Regions from separate parts of the Mus musculus genome. Here region 1 is linked to region 2. The links are chromatin contacts, called in public ChIA-PET maps. All regions are on one chromosome and are shown on one strand. The core of a region is the stretch at or near the end of the contact, and the rest is flanking DNA. Distances in the headings are between cores, read along the strand shown. Region 1 overlaps Garnl3 (GTPase activating RANGAP domain-like 3). Region 2 overlaps Niban2 (niban apoptosis regulator 2).

What was found. ChIA-PET counts read pairs in DNA pulled down with a chosen protein or histone mark.
Region 1: a contact with region 2 is called in an RNA polymerase II ChIA-PET map of memory CD8 T cells, with 10 read pairs. The contact joins two enhancer-like sites. A contact is called at or near these places in 1 of 115 datasets of contacts at active chromatin or transcription factors (memory CD8 T cells) and 3 of 9 other capture datasets (adipose tissue, liver and pancreatic islet).

The regions. Positions count from the first base shown.
Region 1 is chr2:33,029,170-33,035,212 of GRCm38.p6, forward strand. Garnl3 (GTPase activating RANGAP domain-like 3) reads right to left here. Exons shown (of 30, transcript NM_001355200.1): 10 at 5,541-5,616; 11 at 4,862-4,960; 12 at 1,901-2,004. Among named protein-coding and RNA genes, the nearest start is that of Slc2a8, 50 kb to the left of the region's middle. Within about 2 kb of position 3,877, at least 31 of the 459 cell types and tissues checked have an H3K27ac peak or open chromatin away from gene starts, as enhancers often do. A contact at or near this core is called in memory CD8 T cells, where this site is marked.
Region 2 is chr2:32,915,036-32,921,568 of GRCm38.p6, forward strand. It overlaps Niban2 (niban apoptosis regulator 2), which reads left to right. Exons shown (of 14, transcript NM_146119.2): 6 at 3,958-4,073; 7 at 4,461-4,565; 8 at 4,668-4,830; 9 at 5,918-6,105. Among named protein-coding and RNA genes, the nearest start is that of Gm13523, 35 kb to the left of the region's middle. Within about 2 kb of position 2,621, at least 164 of the 459 cell types and tissues checked have an H3K27ac peak or open chromatin away from gene starts, as enhancers often do. A contact at or near this core is called in memory CD8 T cells, where this site is marked.

The sequences.
Region 1 (6,043 bases), core at 2,627-5,126, 120 kb after region 2:
CGATACATAAGCGCTCCACCCTCGAACCCCAACCCCAGCATCAGTTTTCTGATGCTGCTGTTGACATGTAAAAGGTCAAAAGCATTGAGGATAGCAGAGAAGATGGTGTGGTCTATCCTCTCCAATGAAGCGGCCTAGCAGTGAGACATAGGTCTTCCCAACCAAACAGAGAAGACATCTTACATACAGCTAGTCTCAGACACATGTGAGAGCCACACATGTTTTAATACACCTGAGCAGAGTCTTCCTAAAACAAGGACAAGTTCAATGCCTTCATGGTCTCCACAGCCTACGAGATTCCCATCAGCCACTTCTTCCAGTCAGACAATAGAACAGCACTTACTGTTTCATCCCTCCTGCATGTTCTCCCTGAGGGCCTCTACCTGCCAGGACTGCAGCATCACCCAGGGGCTGACCCACTGCTTGCTTACCCTTTTACTAGCATCAGAATTCCACATGCTTACTGAAAAGCCTTTCTGGCCCCTTATAACTTTGTATTTCTTTGCTGAACAATTGTCCATTTACATCAGTGACATTTATTCATGGAGATGCCTTCTCTCAATGCATAAAAGGGTGGTAAGAGTCTTATACAAGCTAAGCATAACTCTCCAAATCTCACCTGTCAAAACCTAGTAGCTGGGCCTGGGGAGATGCCTCGGCAGTTACGAGTACCTACTGCTCTTACAGAGGACCTAGGTTTGATTCCCAGCACCCACATGGTGACTCACAACATCCCTCGCTTCAGCTCCAGGGACTCACACTACTTGTTCTTATCTCTGTGTATACATCACATGTATAGATGCAGGCAAACCAAACCAAACCAAACCAAACCAAACCAAACCAAACCAAACCAAACCAAACCAAACCAAACCAAACCCAGCATCCCATATATTTTTTGTATCTAAATTCTAACAGTTTGGATTTTTTTCTCCTGAAAATGGCCAACCTCTGGGTTGGGAAAGGAGAACACTGAGGGAACAACCCAGCATGGCCAGACCATGTAGACAGCCATGGTTACCTTCAACTTCAACCTGAAAACTGCTTCTAATGCCACACAACCATCTGTCTTAGGATTTCTCTTGCTGTGATAAACCGCCACTGACCAAAGTCAACATGGGGAGGAAACGCTTCAATTATCACACTCTGCCATCTAAGGACGTCACAGCAGGAGTTAACACAGAGGCAATTTTGACAAGGCCAAAGGCACACTGAGAGAAGTCACAGGGAGAAGACATGTTAAGTACAGACCAGCCTGCAAGGTGTCTCCTTATGGTTTGAGCAGACCTCTCAGTACTGGAAGCCTGACTGCAAGCGTGGAGTAGCTAAGAGATGGGGGCCTTTAGAGGGGAGCCTGGTGTGAGGTGATAAGGTCTTGGTTGGGGTTAACATGTTTCTCATGGGAGTTCATTCTTGCTCAGTTAGGCCTGTCTGTAACCTAACCTGGGTTTCTCATGCTTCCTCTATGCCTTGTGATTTCTTCTTTGTCTGTACCACATACTAACCACCTTGAGGGTCTCACTAGAGCTCGGAATACCAGTGCTCTTGAAACAACATGACATTGAGCTACATAAACTTCTTTATAACGTTCCCAGGCTCCAGGTATTTTGTTATGACAATGCAGCATAGACGTAGAGTCTTTAAAATCATAGTTACACATGTACACTCACAGGCTCACTACTATCTCTGATCCTGTCTTGAAGATGACAGAGGCAGTACCAATAGGCTTCCTGTTTGTTTGCAGTTCACACAGACATTAAAAAGTGCCTGAATTGGTAGCTGGTAACTGAAGTGGAGCTCACGGTAACACACCTCGTCTCTAATTGTATAAAGCACTGCAGTGCTCATCCACGTTCAGTCACATGATCGTTTGTGTCCTCGGAGAGCCCGATATCACACATACCTGCTGTCTGTTCTCTTTGGAATATGGCAACATGGTGGAAACGTGAAACATGACCTCATGCCCTTGGTACACAGTATAGACTGAGTTGATCCCTGTGGTGTTATCTGTAAAACACAAGAACACAGTCAGTGGGCACAGAGTTTTACACGGGCATGTAGATGAAGGCATGCTCCCAGTACACTCTCAAAGACCTGGTTTATCAGTTGTGGGGAGCAGGAGAGGCTCGCCTGAGGTTAACTCTTTACTTCGAACGAGGCTCCTACTCGTGCTGCAGTCCCTCCCCTTCCCGTGGCCGTGGGGTAAGGGTACAGCTCACACAAGCTGTGGGGCTCAAAAAGTCAAGGTGAGGTTCTGAAGAACTGTACAGTGAGTAAAGGCGCAGGCTCTGGAGGTAGACGAACCAGCCTGAGTCCTCACTGGCTGGGTTACTCCTTTCCACTCCCCAATGCTTTATCATTCTTTTGTAATTTGATTTTTAAAGCTTTGTTACTTAGCGTTTACATGTGTGGTGAGTCTAGGGGTCTATATATAGTATCTGCTTCAATTGCTCTCTACCTTATTTTTTCTTAAAGTTTGGCTGTTTGATTTAAAGCAATATGTTAATTACATATTGTTGTGCAAGTTATTTCAAATCTTGGAGGACTGAACCAAGGACTAATACATTTTAAAAATATTTATTTTTTAAATTTTATGTGTTTGAGTGTTTTGCCTGCATGTATGTCTGTGCATCATGTGTATGCAATGCCCATGGAATCCAAAGGAGGGCATTAGATCACTTAGAACTGGAGTTATAGACAGTTGTGAGCTGCCATGTGGGTGCTGGGACTTGAACCCAGGTCTTCTGGAAGAGCAGCCAATGCTGTTAATCACCGAGCCCTCTCTCTCTCCAGCCCCTTCTATATTTGCTTGTTTATTTATTTATTTATTTGAGCTGAGTCTCTCACTGAACCTGGAGGTCACTGATTTGGCTTGAGTGGCTGTCTAGTAAGCTCCAGGAATCCTCCTGTCTCCATCTCCCCTAGTGCTGGAATTACAAGCATGTACCCCCACACCTGGCCTTTAAAAAGGGGTGCTGGAATTAACCTCCAGTCCTCATGCTTACATGTCAAGCACTTTTCCAGAGGAGCCATCTCCCCAGACCCCATGCTACTTTTGGTAAGTCATCCCATTTTTCTCTTATCCTGTTTTATAATTTGGAAATGGATGCAGGGAAGACTCAGCGAGATAGTCCTTGCAAGGTGCTTAACCTGGCAGAAGACCTGGTGATCAGAGGGCTCAGGAGATGGTACTCAGGACCCCTACAGTGAGCAGAGAGCTGACCATGGTGCTCAGGAACACATCACACACATGAAAAAGCATGTCAGGGGGAAGGTGGTAACCAAGGCCTTTCCACAGCCCTCCTCACACATGGCTGTCATGCTCTGAATCTGTGTGCACCTCTAGGAAGAAAAGCTGTTAGGTAGTCAGGCTGCCTGGACTGAAAGTCTGCCACATTTAGGCTACAAGAGCCTGTGTCACCTGCTTGACTTTCTTTGAGGTTTGACGGAAGATCAAACAAAGCGACTAACACAGAAACCCAAACTGCTGGAAATGCTCCTCAGCTAGAGCCTGAGCTTGCCATCTAGTCTCTTTCATCCACCTCGTTGCTTCCCGGGCTTTCCCTTCCAACCCAGCTCTCTACCAGCTACTTCAGGCCAGAGATCCAGGGACCCTATGAGAATCCTTCTTCCTCCCTATCTCCACTTTCTAATATCATGGAACCCTGTGCCTGAATTCTCAGTGCTGGAATTCATACACTTGTCTCCCTGCCAGCCAGCTGTTCCCTGGCCACGACAGCTGTCCCCTTACCCCCATTTAGACTGTGGGATCTGGTTCTCTAGGGGCTCCTCTGGCCTGTTCCCTCTAGATTATCTTCCCTGCAGATCTGCCCTAAGGGGACCTCAGTGACATGCAAGGGGACTTCAAACTCCCTGCAGGGCCACCTCTTCTCTTCTCTAAGTCTTCAAAAAGTAACAGTTTGAGGCCCTACTTCCTGTTCTCTGACTCCATCCCCCTGTCTACCTCTCTTCTCTAAAGCAGCTAACATCTCACATTGGCACTTGTCATTTCCACAGGGTCAGATTGTATCAGTCGTCCGCATAGTTGAGAACTATAAACTCAGACTGGGAATAGCCACTGCTTGCTTGGCTTGCTTTGTCTCTCATTCGAATTGCAACTTTCTTGGTCCCTTTGCTCCTTCCAGCCAGAAAGCCATTCTCTTAGTTTCTAGCACGCCATGTTCTTTCAGCCTCAGGGACTCCACAGATGCTCCCTGTTTGAAATTCTTTTCTCCAGACTCTCCAACTGTTCCCACTCATCACTCCCAAGTTCCCCCAGAGAAGTCTTCTGTAATCCCCAGAGTCGGCAAAGTGCCCGTGGCACTCTCTGCGCCAACTCAATCCTGTAAGCACTGATTGCCAAGCTATTTCATAACCGTCACTCACGTGACTGGCGCTTGTGCCATCCAGGGGACTATAGGCTCCTTGCAAGGCAGGGGTCATGTTGAGCCTAGCCTGGTTCTGGCATACAGATGGTGCTCATTGGTAAATGCAGCTATGGGACAATGGAGACTTGTGTTGGAAGGCAACTTTCCTGTGTGACTCTCACTGAGGCAAATTGCACTTGTGACTATGTTACCAGGCTCTATAACCTCATGAGATTCCACAACAGATGTAGTCCTTCGTTGATGGAAATGTCATTCATTTGTGTATTGGCTGATCGTGTCTCCTAGTGCTTCCTATGGGTTTCAAGGGCTGATTAGTCTTATAAAGCCAACAAATAGACTCAGTAACCTTGATCGTGTCATCCTGGGATAATCCTCAGGCTCTCCAGTTTCTGGTTCTTTCGTTTCCCTCTCTTGGGTATAAGTAACAGAATTACTTATTTTGACAAGTTACTAATTTTGACAAGGGGAATGCTTACTTTTGGTGTCCAGACCGCCACGGTAGCCTGTCCAGCCCTTTAGAGTAATGGTGTCACCGAGGAGATTTAAAAATTTTTGAAAAGCTTCACTTCCAATTTCTGCAAGAAAAGGCACAGATGTCAATCTCTGGTCCTCATTTTTTAACCATAAAGAAGTCACAGATAATGGTGCTGTTGATGTGCACAGTATCAAAGCATGAGGTCACATCACTTTTTACCCAAGGGCTATAAGGAAGTCTTGTAATTTTCAGGAACCCAAGGGAAGGCAAACAGACAGGTGAACCAGACCTTGGGCATGCAGTATTGAGGAATGAAGGGGCTATTGTTGCTCTGCCCAATGATAGACAGGGTTGTAACATGAAAGACACAAATATAGGAAGATGATACTGTCTTTATAGTAACTCAGCCAGAAGCAGCAAGGGAAGATCTTGCACTCTGTAGAACCAGATTTCCTAAACTTGTGTGTGTTCCCCACACCCCTGGCTATGTTCTCCAGTGCCCACTGCAGGGACTCGTACGCATATGACTGAAGCTGATCAAGAACCACCTTACAAAATTCCGTAAACTGCCTCCTGGTATTGGAGATTCCAGCCCAAGCAGACATTTGGTTTCAGCGGCGGGAAAGGCAGTCAAAGGCAGGGTTGCCCTTGGCGGGGGTACAGAGGGGATGCTTGCTCACCATTGCTGAACATCTCGTCATCTGTGAGCTGCCCATCTTTGGCAAAAAGAACCCCAAATTTGAAATTCACAGAGCCCTTACAACGAGACAGCAAAAGACACACCAGTTAGTTTCATCACTAAAGCACACCTAGTTATAAGCTACAGTGTTTGCCATTAAGGATCACTGTGGTCAGCAGAGTGGACACTTGGGGGATTCTTTCCTCCCATTGGCCCCAGTACTGACCAGTGTTAACAAGAGTCACTCTTTTTTTTTTTTTTTTTTTGTAGGTTACAACATAGCATAGAGACGAGGTGATCCATGCTTGCATCAGCGAATCCATTTGGAATTTCATTACTGATGGGATCAGGAGGATGCTAGGTCCATGCAGGGGCATCGTAGTGCTTCTGAGAAATGGCCACAGGCACCCATGGGCTTGGCACCATGTTCTGATCTATGCAACAGCAACAGTTCCCAGAAGAGCAGGGGAGCTAATTGTAACTGAGAGCCAAACATAACAATCT
Region 2 (6,533 bases), core at 1,371-3,870:
CTCCAACCCAGGACTGTGAGAAAGTTCTCTGCTTCCTCCCCTGTTGAGACTGGGCCTGGAATTCATGGGGCCTGGAATTGCTCAGTCCTGGCCCTGCCAGGAAGTGGGGGTGGATGGGTCAGGGAAGGAGGCCAAGGTGGGTGGCGGCTAGCCTGGCTAGGGCCCCCTTCACACGCTGCATTCCTGGAGCAGTGGGGGTGTCAGGAGGCAGCAGGGCACTCACTTTTGTCCTAGGCCTGGTGTCCATGTCCTGCTCCGGCTTGGGCTCTGCCTAGACTAAGGAGGTCCTGGGTTCCAGCCCCATTTAACTAGCCCCCACCCCCAGCCATGTGCTTGAAAGTCAGTGGCTTTGCCCATCCTAGTCTCGATTTGAGACAGTTTTTTTTAAATTATTTTTTGAAGATGTATTAATTTATGTATATGAATATACTGTTGCTGTCCTCAGACACACCAAAAGAGGGCACTGGATCCCATACAGATGGTTGTGAGCCACCATGTGGTTGCTGGGAATTGAACTCACCTTTGGAAGAGCAGTCAGTGCTCCTAACCGCTGAGCCGTCTTTCCAAATGTCCTGATATTTGTGACAGTCTTGATACTTAACCTGGGCTGGCCTTGAACTTGCTGTATTCCTCCTGCCTTGACTCCCCCCCCACCTCCCTCAGTGCAGGCATGATACACATCACCACCAGACACACTGCACACGTGCTAGAACCTCAGTTTCTTTGAAGCTGAGACTAGCCCCCACTCCATCCCATTCCCCCTCCTTTAAGGATGAAATGGGCTGATGCAAGTGAAGTTTCAGGCTGGGCCTGGGTGGCTTACACAACAGAAATGTGCTTTCTTCTAGTCCAGTAGACTGGAGAGGACCAGGTTGGTGTCTGTAGCAGGCTCATTCCTCTGCTGAACACACTGGTTTTTCTTTTTTCCTTTTTTCTGAGGCAGAGTCTTGTCCAGGCTGGCCTCAAACTTCTATGTTCAGAGTGATCATTCTGCCTCAGATCTCTGTCAACTCAACGCCAAGACTACATAGTGAGTCTGCTTCCAGTAGACCATCCATCCCCTCCTTTCTGGGAGAGGTGTGATGGCTCAGATGGGAGCAGCATGGTGAGTTCCAGGCCATTCTGGGCTAAGGCTGTCTCAAAAGCAAGCGAGGGAGCAAGGGAGCGAGGGAGTGAGGGAGTGAGGGAGCGAGGGAGCGAGCACAGGGCAGCCTCGGTGAATGAAGTTTTGCTGTGAAGCCGGAGGGTCTGAGTCTGGATCCCTAACAGCCACATCAAAGTCCGACGCAGACGCCAGGGGCTCCCTGGCCAGCCAGCCCAGCTGACACGGACTCCAGGTTCAGTGAGAGCCTCTGTCTAAAAACATAAGGTGGAGGGGCTGAGACAGCTCTGTGGTTATGAGCACTGGCTGCCTTCCAGAGGGCCTGGGTTCGATTCCCAGCACCCACATGTGGCTCATATCCAGTTTCCTATGTCTAGTACCTAGACATGCATGCAGGCAAAATGCTCATACACATAAAATTAAATTAAATTTAAAAATAAATGAGATGGAGAATGGTAGAAGACACTTCACATTGACCTTTGGCCTCAACATGGACATACATGGATGAGTGAAAGCATACACATGTATTCACACACATACATACACACACATACATACATACATACACACATATACATACACACATACATACACATGCATACACAGACACATATATACACATACATACATACACATAGACACATATACATACAGATACATACATATACGCACACACATATACGCACACACATACACATATACACACACATATATTTACATACATACATACATACATACATACATATACACACACATATGCACACTAAAACAAATAAATTTGAAGCTGGGCAGTGGATAAGTATGCTTTTAATCCCAGCTCTCCGGAGGCAGAGGCAGAAACAGGTGGATCTCTGTGAGTTTGAGACCAGCCTGGTCTACAGAGGGAGTTCCAGGACAGCCAAGGCTACACAGAGAAACCCTGTCTTGAAAAACCAAAAATAAAATCAAAATTTCCTTTTTCATGAAGATATCGGTTTAACTAGATGTGGCTCAGCCTGACCTCTCTGTTGAGCTTCGCTCTTAGGAAAGATGAGTTGTTCTAAATTCAGCCCTGTTCTGGGGTGCGTTGCCCGTGAACACAGCAGGCTCACAAGTAGCTGGTTGTGCAGAATGGGGAAGGTCCTTAGTTGGGAGCATCCCTGCTGCTGCCCCGCCCATTGTGCCACCCACCAAGCCACCCTCCCTTGCTGGGGCACCCTTGACCTGCACGCTCGCTTGCTTCGTTGCATCTTCCTTGCTACACGCAGGATGGAAATTTCTAGCCTTGGTAATTTATATATTGCCAGATCTCCCAGACAGAACTCAGACTCCAGGAGAGCGTGTCCTTCTGAGAGCCTGGCTGGGGCTTCCTCTCAGGCCCACATTGGCTGCCCTGACTTGGGTACTACTTCTGCTGATACACCTCTGCTCTGCCCCGAGCCTCGCCCTGTGGGTCCTCCAATGCAGGGATGGGTGCTGTTGGCTCTGAGTCTCTGGGTCCCGTGGTAGAATGTCCTCTGGCTCTGACAGACAGTGATTCCTGTGGGCGGCTGGCTGTGGGGAAGGGAGGGGCTCTTTTCTGTAGGGTGACTCAGCCTGTTGTCACTGCAGTGGGCGCTGTGGCTTGTGACGCATGAACTGCAGTTTCTCCTTCTTGGGTTCCGGGGACACCGTGGTCAGAGGCACGTGGCTAGGGCTAGCGTGTTAACCATCCTCTCTCCCTACTTGAATGTGGCCACTTCCCGCCTCTTGTTTCCTCTTGTTTTCCTAGCTAGGTAAACAACTTGTTTATTTACTCTCCTGCCCTGTGACACAGGCCACCATCACCACCAGTAGCAACAGCAACGTAGAAAAAGCATGTTTTCCTACTCGTTAGCAATGGTCACGCTCCCAATTTTCTCTTCCATCCTTCTTTCCCACCCAGGAACTGAACTCAGGACCTTATGCAGATTAGACACACCCTGCCACTGGGCTGCAGCCCCAGCCCTTCAGTCAGTAAAGTTTTAGCGTCTGTACAAATAAGGTACATAGACAAGCCAGACCTGGGGCCCATTTCTAAAGAGAAATAGCTCCTCAGCTTCTGATAGAAAGTGCACTTGAGGAGCTGGGCCTGCAGCTCAGTGGTCAAGTGTTTGCCTGACATACTCAGGGCCCTGGGTCCCATCTCCAGGACCTCAAAAAAACCAAAACCACACAAAGTGTTATTCAAGAGGCCCTGGTGCTATCCTTCTGGACTTCCTGTAGCTCACTGTCTGCACATTGCAGCTCAGAGGTCCCTAGAGCATGTTGGGGGGGGGCAGGATAGGGTCATTGTTCCCATAAGAGCAAATTGAGGCTCTTTTGGGGTTCAAGGTCCAGAAAGCAGTGCACGGGTCAGGTTCAGCCCCCGGCCTACTTTTGCAGCAAGGTGTATTGACAAAGAAAAGCTCTGTTGTTTGCAACCTGGATGTTAGGTCTAGCGTTGGGACAGAGGCCGTCTGGCTTGTGCAGCTGGAAATATTTACCGTCTGTCACACCACGGGAGGGTCACAGGACACGAATGCAGCCACATGTGGGGAGCAGGGCTAGAATGTGAGTCTCAGGTGTCCTAGAGCTATGCCGTGCAGTCTTTAGGGCTGGATGGCTTTTCTCACCTCGTTTGGCTGTTCATTACTCTCAGCTGTTTTTCTGTGGGGTGGGTTAATGGCTGTGCTGGGTCAGGGTGGTGGTATCTTGGAGGACGAAGGAGATTCGGAGAGGGATGGGTAGCAGGGGTTGCCATGGTGCTACAGGGTGAACCACGGCCTTCTCCTGCTGTGCATGCCCTGGCTGGGTAGTCTTGGCGGACGACTGGAAGGTCCATTGCTGACCCCTTTCTCTCCTTCTGTCCTGGGCAGGGATCCCGGAGAACTCAAAGGTGGAGGGCCCTGCATTCACAGACGCCATCCGCATGTACCGCCAGTCAAAGGAGCAGTACGGCACCTGGGAAATGCTGTGTGGCAACGAGGTGCAGGTGAGGTCAGAGGGCCGTGTGAGGGGTCCTCGGGAGTCACCCTGGGGCTTAGTGGGTAAGGCTGCATCAGAAGTGGGGCTCTAGGGTACAGCAGGTTTGGGAAGAGATGGCAAGAACAGATTTGGGTAAATGGGAACCCCTGTTAATCTGTCCACTCGTGTCCCTGAGTCCCGGAGGGCAGGGCAGTTCTGGACAAGATGGCCACAGCCCCCTTCCTCAGTAGCTTTGCCTCACAGGAGACCGACACCACAGGCAGACACCTGTAGGATGTGCTTGGGAGATAGCGCCACAGAGCAAAGTCCTAGTGTGGCTGGAGAGATTCAGAGAAACAAGCCAGATGGATGGACAGACACTAACCCTGCTCCTTCTCCTGTCTCTCCGTCCTAGATCCTAAGCAACCTGGTGATGGAGGAGCTGGGCCCAGCGCTGAAGGCAGAGCTTGGCCCACGGCTGAAGGGAAAGCCTCAGGAGCGGCAGCGACAGTGGATCCAGGTGTGTGGGCCTGGGACCCCTTGGCGGGGACATGGGTGTTGACAGGGAACAGCCGGCACTCGGTCCCCAGCCCCGGCGCCGACACCTCCATTGTCTCCGTAGATCTCGGACGCTGTGTACCGCCTGGTATTTGAACAGGCCAAGGTGCACTTTGAGGACGTGCTGTGTAAGCTGCAGCGGGCCCGGCCGGCCATGGAGGCAGTCATCCGCACCGACATGGACCAGATCATCACCTCCAAGGAGCATCTGGCCAGCAAGATCCGAGGTAGGCGGGTCAGAAGCCACTGGCAGATGCTTGCACACAGCCAGCCCTCCGGGGCCAGGCCAGCTTCCTCAGAGTGCAATCCTTCACTTGCCTGCCTGTTATTCTGCTGAAGAATCAGAGTCAAATCCATGACCGTCCGACTCCTGCAGATTCTTCTCTAAGTTTTACTTCTGCAAACCCAGATTTGATTCTGGCATGCTGGGGATCGAACCTAGGGCTTCACTCAACTCTCATCCACACTTGATGAGCACTCTGTCAGCGAGCTGCGACTCTAGTCTCCTTTACTCTTTGAGACGATGTCGTACACGCGACCCAGGCTAGACTTGGATTTGTGATCCTCCTGCCTCAGCCTCCCGAGTTCCTAAGGTGACAAGCTTTTGACGCTAGGCCCAGATTTTGAATGTGGAGATTTTTGTCTTTGAGGCTCAAACCTCTGTCAGGTCTGATGACGTGTCGCCCTGGTGGACCGTCATGTCACCTTGGGAATACCTAGCTTCTCCAGGTGGCATATGCGTCCTCCATCATCCACGTTGTGTTTCTTTGACTCTGTGCCAGCGGGTGGTGGCTTGCTGATGGTGATTGTGGGTCAGCCACATTCACTGGGAGTTTAGTGGGAAACTAAGAGTTGATGCTTACTGTGTGTTATAAGTATCATCTGGGCAGAAGCGGGGTAGACTTCAGAATGCCCTCTGGGTAAAACATGCTGGGGTTGGGATGTTCTGAAGAACTGGCTGGAAAGAGCCAGGCCACCCCCTCCAGGGCAGGGTCAGCTTCCACAAAGCTCACTGGATCCCCTGAGGCATCTGTGTTACAATTCTTTTCCTTTCTTCCCTTCCTCTCCCCCTTTCTCGCCAGGCCAGCTTCAGACTTGTAACTCTAAATATGTAGTGGAGGATGGCCTTGGGCTTCTAATTCTCCTGCCTCCACTTCTGGAGTGCTGGGATGGCAGATGCACTTCTTCTGCTTTGATCTGCTGTCTTTATTGATCCCTCTCTAAGGATGGGATATCCATGGGCTGGGATGATGGGGTGGGGTGGATTGTGTCCCAGGCTCTGTCACCAACGAAATTCTCTCCCTCCCCATACAGCCTTCATCCTCCCCAAGGCGGAGGTGTGCGTGAGGAACCACGTCCAGCCCTACATCCCATCCATCTTGGAGGCTCTGATGGTGCCCACCAGCCAGGGCTTCACCGAGGTGCGGGATGTCTTCTTCAAAGAGGTCACAGACATGAATCTGAACGTGATCAACGAGGGTGGCATTGACAAGCTGGGCGAGGTGAGACCTGGGCTCGGGTCTGGTGTCCCTCAGAGCATCTGCTGTGTGTCTCAGGGTGGGCTGCCCTTTCTCAGCATTACAGAGACCAGAATCCAACAGGGATCTGTCGCCTAGAGGAAAGAGTGGGTATTTTTACCCTGTACCATCAGTCTTTATGGAGCAAGATGGTTGCTAAGTTGAAAATGGCTTATACAGAGAGGGAATGGAGGAAGGAGGTGGGGAGGGCAAGCTTCAGATGTGGTCTGCATCGTTTACAAGCCACACACCCCATACAGTGTGTCTGTCCTATGGTTCTGCTGACTCAGCTCTCCGGGTGAATGTTTCTTTCTTTCTTTTTTTTTCTTTTTTGGTTTTCCGAGACAGCGTTTCTCTGTGTAGCCCTGGCTGTCCTGGAACTCACTCTGTAGTCCAGGCCTCAAACTCAGAAA